Regions from separate parts of the Mus musculus genome. Here region 1 is linked to region 2. A link is a contact called in public promoter capture Hi-C data. All regions are on one chromosome and are shown on one strand. The core of a region is the stretch at or near the end of the contact, and the rest is flanking DNA. Distances in the headings are between cores, read along the strand shown. Region 1 holds the start of Gpr37 (G protein-coupled receptor 37). Region 2 has its middle 94 kb from the start of Gm30658.

What was found. Promoter capture Hi-C pulls out the DNA fragments that hold promoters and counts their contacts.
Region 1: a contact with region 2 is called in a promoter capture Hi-C map of neural stem cells. The contact joins the promoter of Gpr37 here to the enhancer-like site in region 2. A contact is called at or near these places in 6 of 39 promoter capture datasets (cranial neural crest, embryonic stem cells, liver and 1 more), 6 of 115 datasets of contacts at active chromatin or transcription factors (astrocytes, embryonic forebrain, embryonic stem cells and 3 more) and 2 of 9 other capture datasets (embryonic stem cells and pancreatic islet).

Annotation. Positions count from the first base shown.
Region 1 is chr6:25,688,574-25,692,270 of GRCm38.p6, reverse strand. Gpr37 (G protein-coupled receptor 37) reads left to right here and starts at 2,291. Exons shown (of 2, transcript NM_010338.2): 1 at 2,291-3,697. The coding sequence starts at 3,175.
Region 2 is chr6:25,276,411-25,279,940 of GRCm38.p6, reverse strand. No RefSeq gene overlaps it. Among named protein-coding and RNA genes, the nearest start is that of Gm30658, 94 kb to the right of the region's middle. Within about 2 kb of position 1,675, at least 14 of the 459 cell types and tissues checked have an H3K27ac peak or open chromatin away from gene starts, as enhancers often do. A contact at or near this core is called in neural stem cells, where this site is marked.

The sequences.
Region 1 (3,697 bases), core at 1,042-3,541, 410 kb before region 2:
AGGCATCATTATTCAGGTGGAGGAGGGGATACTTAGGAAAATGAAGGCAGCATTCAGATACACATAGGCAGCCCTTCAGTGTTTTCACAATCTACATAAGCATAAGCTGTCTACTTGGGAGCTGTGTTCTGCCACCTTAAAGATGCCAACTGGGGCTTCTAAGAAGGACTTAAAGGGATTTTTCCCCTATAGTTCAGCCTCTTTTCCTTGCTGAGTACCATTAAAATTAGTGGCTCATTTAAGTGATCCAGAGTAGGAAGAGTAGAAAATTGTTTACATATATAGCCCAGTCTTTAAGGTACTTTGAAAGAGAAAACAGCATCACAGACTTTATTTTGGTGTCTTGTTTTTCTGTTCCATAGTTAACCTAGCTCTTGTTTTGGATTTTTTTTAAGAAAGAAAATAATTAATTAAAATTATTATATATAATTAAGTACATATAATATATAAATATATAATATATAACTACATAATACAATTATATATGATAACAAAATTTGATTACAATAGAAGATTCTTCACATAACATTTCCATTCACCAACTTTTGAATAGACTACTAATCCAAATAGCATGTGTCCTTTCTATCCATATATCGACACAGCTCAAATGGCAGTGCAGTATAATGAACCCACTGTTTATTTTTACATTTGTGCTTTCAGGATCTGTCTGGTTGACATGACATACATACAACTAGTTTGTACTGTTTACATACACCAGAGTGGGAATTTTTATTCCTAACTTTGATGTCCTTTACATTATTTCCATGTGATTCTGGTTGCTCTTGCTCTTAGAAATAAGTTCAAAGATTCCTTGTAAGACACAAGGGCTTCACAAGGGTTATTCTTGATCTTATGTTTTGAACGCACAGGATATAAATCTGCAGTATTTTGAGGTATTGACAAATACCGTTGCAAATGGGATTTTCTTCTCTTTTCATTTTTTCTACTTTAAAAGAAGAGTAATTTTATCTGTTTCCATTTTCAGTCATCCAACAAGCTGGTGCTGAACACTACCTCCCTGTGACATGTCATTTGACACTTAACCTTTGGTGAAATCCCGTATTTTAATTTTTGTCTAACTTTTTCCAAAATAGTTTTTTGTTTTTTTTGACCCTTGTCAGTTTTGTTGTTATGTCTGGTGTCTGTGCATCTGCCCATTTGAACCTCAACACAAGAAAAAAAATTATAAAGATTTTCATAGTCTACTACCCTCTCATCTCTCTCTACCTTTTTCTTCTTGGGTCCCTTGTGTGTGCACAAATTTATAACCCGTGACACTCTTTTCATCTCCAGATATTTAAGTAAGTCTCACTGTAGAGTTCCTTTTGCTATGTAAACACATATTCACAAATGACAGTGCTTAGGACGTAGATAGTTTGAGGCTCTTTACTGCAATTGTATTTTTACTGTATTTTCTATTGTGCCCTTAGATAATTCTTCTGTTGTTGCCTTTGTCTCTATCTCACATGTTTATTTCTTCCCCTTTTAAAAATTTGGTCCGATATTTGTCTGTTTTCTCAGCTATACCAAGATTGCTACACGGGGTTGTGTGTATATAAAAATTGGAAAGGCATGGGCATCGTGATGGGAGTTCGGTCCTCCTCAGTTCTCAGTTCTGAACATATCAAGGTTGCTGCGTTCCTCCTGCTCCCTGTGATCAGCTCTAACTCCACCTCCTGGTAGGATGCTTTCAAAGTCAATGTTAAAGGTAACGGGACACCTGGATCCTTCTTACCTTACAATCTACTCTCTTACCGAGTGAATGAAACCAATGAAGTCTGTTTCTTTTCTGACTCTGCTCTGGGGAATCTAAGACTGTGAATGTGTCACTATTCCCTGGGGAGTCTGAAGCCTGAGCATGCGCACCAGTTGCTACCAATTGTTGCAGATCTCAAGAGGCTTGCCCTTTCTACCTTCTCCTCCAGGGATCCCCGCCTGCACCGGGGGTCCTGAGATCCAACCCCCTCCTTAGTGGTGACAGATTAGGTCGGGTTGGTTGGACTATCTAGGGCAATAACCCATGGAGTTCACGTCCTCCTTGCCTTTAGCCGTGCAGATTCGGCGCCTCCGCCCTTGTTCCCGGGTCGCTCCTAGCTTCCTATTGAAAGCTACTGCGAACGCCTTGAATGAAACGTGTGTGGGTTTAGTGTGTGGTAAAACCACCAGGGGATCCCGTCTCTCCACAAACCAGATGCTCTGCTAGAAGGAGGACGAGAGGGAGGCGACCTGGAGTGAAGCCCGCGCAGTGGCTGAGCCGCTGGGAGAGGCCGGGCCACCTCCCCTGTCCACCATGCACCGCTCCGCCCGCCAGCAGCGGTTCCAGGCACCACGCTCTCCACCCGGGTTGCGATGGTGGTGGCAGTGACAAGCTCCTGCAGCCCACAGCACTGTGCACAAAACAGCAGCGCCCTCTCCTCCCTCTCGCTCCACTCCACGCCTTCTCAGCCCGTGCACTAGGCGCAGCCGCTGGCGCCATCCACTTGTCAACTTTGAACTGAAGGAGCAGCAACTTTGACAGTGGCCGCGGGTTTCGAATCTGGCTTCTCCTTGGCAACAGTCCCTTTGAAAGTCGTCGGAGTTAAACGAAGCAAGAGTTTCCTCTGTGCTCCGGTGGTGCCTTGTTTGCAAGGGTCCCCACCCCCCACCCCCCCGCCAGCCGAGAGTGGGATTGTGACAGCCAGTCCCCTAGTGGAGCGGACTTGTTTTTCTTTTTCTCTAGAGACCTCTACTAGCGACTGGATAAAGCAGTATGGAAAGGATGTAAATAGCAGAGCAACTGTTACCAAGAAGACAGCCACCACCCAAAGGCTGGGAGGAGCGCGGGGCTTCCTCCAGGCTGCGCCCAGTCGCAACATTAGGGAACAATCAGGTGGTGTTCGCAACTTTTCAAGGTCAGCCTCTTGGATCTGTTATTTCCCTGGGAACCTTCGGGTGCACCGAGCTTGGATTAGATTTGGCTGGGAAATGCTCAGAACATGAAACGTGGAAGGATTGTAGGGATGTGTTGATGACACCGTCCTTCCCCAAGCGCCCTGTTCCCTCCCAGCAATCTTCTGCTCCCATCCTCTACCCAGCGGTGAGTATGTGACATGTGCCTAACTCTCTGCACCAAGTTTGGCAGCAGGTGTCGGTGCTAAGCTAGAGCCAGGCTAGTAGGTGCGCCCTCGCCGAGCCATGCCAGCCCGGGGCGCGCCTCTCTCGCGCACATCGCGGCTGCTGCTCCTTCTGCTGTTTAAGGTTTCTGTCTCTGCTGCCCTGAGCTTTGTCCCTGAGCCCAGGAATGGAACTTGTCTGGGGGAGAGCTGTTCCCCACTGATCCAACGCCGCAGCAGGGATGCCCGTGGACCTGGGAATTCGGCAAAAGACGCTCTGCGAGTCCATGTGCCCAGAGAGAAACTGGAAGCAGAGGTGAGAGGGGCGACCTCTTGGGACCTCCCACCACCCAGGGGCGGTGACACAGGTGTGATTGAAGAAGCGGCGGCTGCTGGGCCCTTGGGACCTCCAACCAAGCCACCAAGTGCCTGGAGATGGAAAAGTGCCCAGGGTAAAGAACCATCCGGGCATTTGAGGAGAAGGGACCCCACGGATCCCCAACTCTTCTTTCCGACATCGGAGGGGGGAGAGATGAGTTCCAAGCGCGATGGGATTCCCCAGAGCAGGCAGGAGCACAGTGTGAAAACGGAACCCAGAGATCTTT
Region 2 (3,530 bases), core at 426-2,925:
AATTGTAGTAAAAAAGATTTATTTAACACTGAAAAATGCATGTAAGCAACATTTTCTCTTTTCGATTGTTGGGAACGTTCTATAGCTCCTCTTGCTTGACATTGCCCAGGTGCATTAAGAAAAAAGGTTAAGCAAACTTCTTAGATCTTAGGTATCATTGACTAACTATAACACATATATTTCCTAAACTGATGACTGAATGTCTTCCTAGCAAATGGTTTATATAATCAATAAGAAGCAAAGTGTCACAGTATAGTTAATTTCATATTGATTTATAGTGAAATATCAAAATAGATTTGACCCCAGAAATACTTGTAACTGATTGTAAAGATGGTGGTGGAGAGGATCTGGGAGGAATTCAGATAAGGGAAAGACTATGATAAAGATGTATTGAACAAAAAACATTGTAAAGAAAAAATCTATTATACTTCATAAGAGCAGTTTCTAAAGTACAGTCACCTTTTTATTTAAATGACATTTGTCAGAAGATATTCTACAACAGATATGTTCACTGCAAAATAAAGAGAATGTTGCTACAATAAGAAAATAACATCTTTAAAACTCATTTTTTTTCTGTTTGGTTTTATAGCAAAATAAAGATCAGATGATATATATATTATTATAAATTTTGCTGCTCATAAAAATATCTGGCTCTACAACATGTCATATTTGGGGCTGAGAGACAGCTCAGTGAGTAAGAGCACTTGGTGCTCATCCAAAAGATACAAATTGGTTTCCCAGCTCTCATGTGGGGTGGCTCTCCTGGTCTTACCTCTAGTCCCAGAAGATATGACACCCTCTGATATCCTTAGACACTGCTCACATGTGGGGTATACTCAGAGACACACACTCACATAAGTAAAAAAACAAACAAACAAATAAATTTTACAAAAAAGAGAGAAAGCACACCACATTTTGTGTATAAACACATATTAGTAATTCACATCAGAAATATACATACAGATAATGTCCAGATTTGTGCTAGTCTTTAAGACAATGAGTTAGTTGAATTTTTAATAGGAATTCAGGAACATATTCTATAGTTGTGAGCTTCTGTAATGCTTACATTAGTTTTTTAAGCTGGATTTAAATCTCATTTTAAACAGAATGGCAAGCCCCAACAGCTTAATGAAAATAAACTTTGAATGCAAGTTGTAGCCTTCTGGTGGCAACCCGCCAAAAAAGCTTTCACTGGATGACAACCATTGTAATTATTACAGCAGCTGACCATGGCCTTAGCATGACCCTACACACATCCATTTAAAAGCACAGTGCTCTCAAACAATAGCATGATCAATGCCAGGGTGGTGGGTATAAGTGTAAGCACCCAGAGTGACAAGCCAAAGGAAGAAAGCAGGTGGCCCTCACAAAGAAACCCCCAAACCTGCTGGGATAATATAGATAATGAATTTTGCCCTTCAATTAGTAAGATTGGTTTAAATTTGACTTTTTTTTGTGTGTCACCTCTGAAAATTTTGCTTGCAATTTTAGCAAGCATTGTATTTTTAAAAACTAATTTTAGTTTTTAATTGTCACGTAAGTGATGAGGTTTCTATGCACATTTAGATTTGGTTTGTTCTCCCCACTTTGGATTTTATCCCCTTGTCCCATGCTTTCTTGGACTCTGCCACTTTAAGTATCTTCCTTCCCTTTTCAAGTCACGTGGTTTTATTACCCTCCCCTCTTCCCTCCCTTAAAGCGTCTTTATTCTCTTCACGTGGCCCCTTGAGTTCTCTAGCCTTTACCCATGCTCACTGCAACATGATTACACACACACATAAAAATTACAAGCTAGGCACTGCATGAGGAAAAGAATGTGGTCTTTCTCTCTCTGAGCCTGGATCACTTCACTTAAAATAGTATTTTCTATTTCCATCTATTTCCCTTCGAATTTCATAATCTCATTTTTTCCTCTAATGCTGAATAAAATGCATTGTGTGGACACAGAACATTTCGTAATTTATTCATCAGGTGATTGGCATCCACGCTGATTCCTTCTCCTTTCCACTGTGAATTGAGCAGCAGTGAATGTGGGTGTGCACATATCTCTGTGGGGAGATGTAGAGTCCTTTGGGCGTATGACCAGGAGTGGCATAGCTGGGTTCTATGATAATTCCACTTTAGAGTTTAGAAGAAAAATCCACAGTGATTTCCATAAAAGCTGCACTATTTTACATTCCCAGAAACACTGAATTAGTATTCCCTTTTCATGAGCTGGTATAGCAATTTAAAATTGAGCATTAAATTGTTTCTTTTCTATTCCTTTGGGTCATATTATTCCTAAGAAGAAACCATCTTAATTAGAAAGAATATGGATAGTTCTGATAACAGCTTTTTACTTAATACATAAATGTAGTTATTTCTCTTACTAAATTTAGTACATATTTACTATTTATGTGTGCATATGAATGTTTTACTCACTAATGGCCACCCATATACACATAGGACATTCATAAGTATTTGCACACAGACACATTTATGTAAGCACTTAACGTCTGTTTTGCTTAAGAATCTATACAAAAATAGAAAGTAAATATTTCGGCATAAAAATATAAGTTTCAAGAAGTATACATTTTTGAACCACAAATTGGATAGTAAGAACATTAGCACTGAGTTACTTATTTATCTGGTATTTGTCTCAAACAATAGATTAGAGTGCTGTATCCTCCCAGAATTAAAACAGCCTTTGTGGGGACAGGGTGTACTCTGTCTGCATTTGGTATTGCTGTGGTCATGAAATGATGTGCTGAGAATCCCCAAAGAAGCCAGTGTGTTCAAAGTTTTCTGTGTGAGGCAGAAAAAAAAAAGAGCCCTAGGAGAGCGAGACCAATGTCCTCGCTGAGACAGTCAACTTGCCCAAGGAGTCCACTGACTGTGACCCAGATCCTGCATTTTTGGCGTTCAATTAAGTCCAAAAATATCAAAGCAAAGGAAAATCTAGTCTTATAAAAAGGAGGGATAATTGGCTTGCCCTGATCCTTTCAACTCCTGCAATTGAAGCTCTGCTCCTTTTACAGCCTGGGTAGCCTCGTTAAATCTCTGTACCTGTCTGTCTTCCCAAGAGTTCTCTCCAAATGCATTTTGAAGACATGTCTGCACTTTACAGCTTAATTTAAGAAATCTCCCACACAATGTATTTCCCTGGTTGATTTTGCTCCATTCAGATCACTTCCTTTATTCATTTACCGTCCACGTTCTTTAACATATCCCAATATATTGGTTTTGGTAAGTGGTGTGAATAAGATGAGGGAATCTTAGATCATCAGAAAAAAATGTTCATATTTAAAGCAGAAGTTTTATCGAACATTAACTGAAGAATTAGGTTGATTTTAAAGGTTGAGTTTAAACTCAGTAAAGGTGAGAATAGAAACAAAGATTCAGGTAGACAGGCTTTCCAAATACCTCCAAATTACTTTTCAGAATAAATATTTAACTACCTGTGCTGCTCAAATCAAAGTCAGTTTCAAGTCCTATCTATCTGCTTGAAATAAACTTCTCAAGTCAGCAAGGTGGTGTCGCCCCCTAGGGGA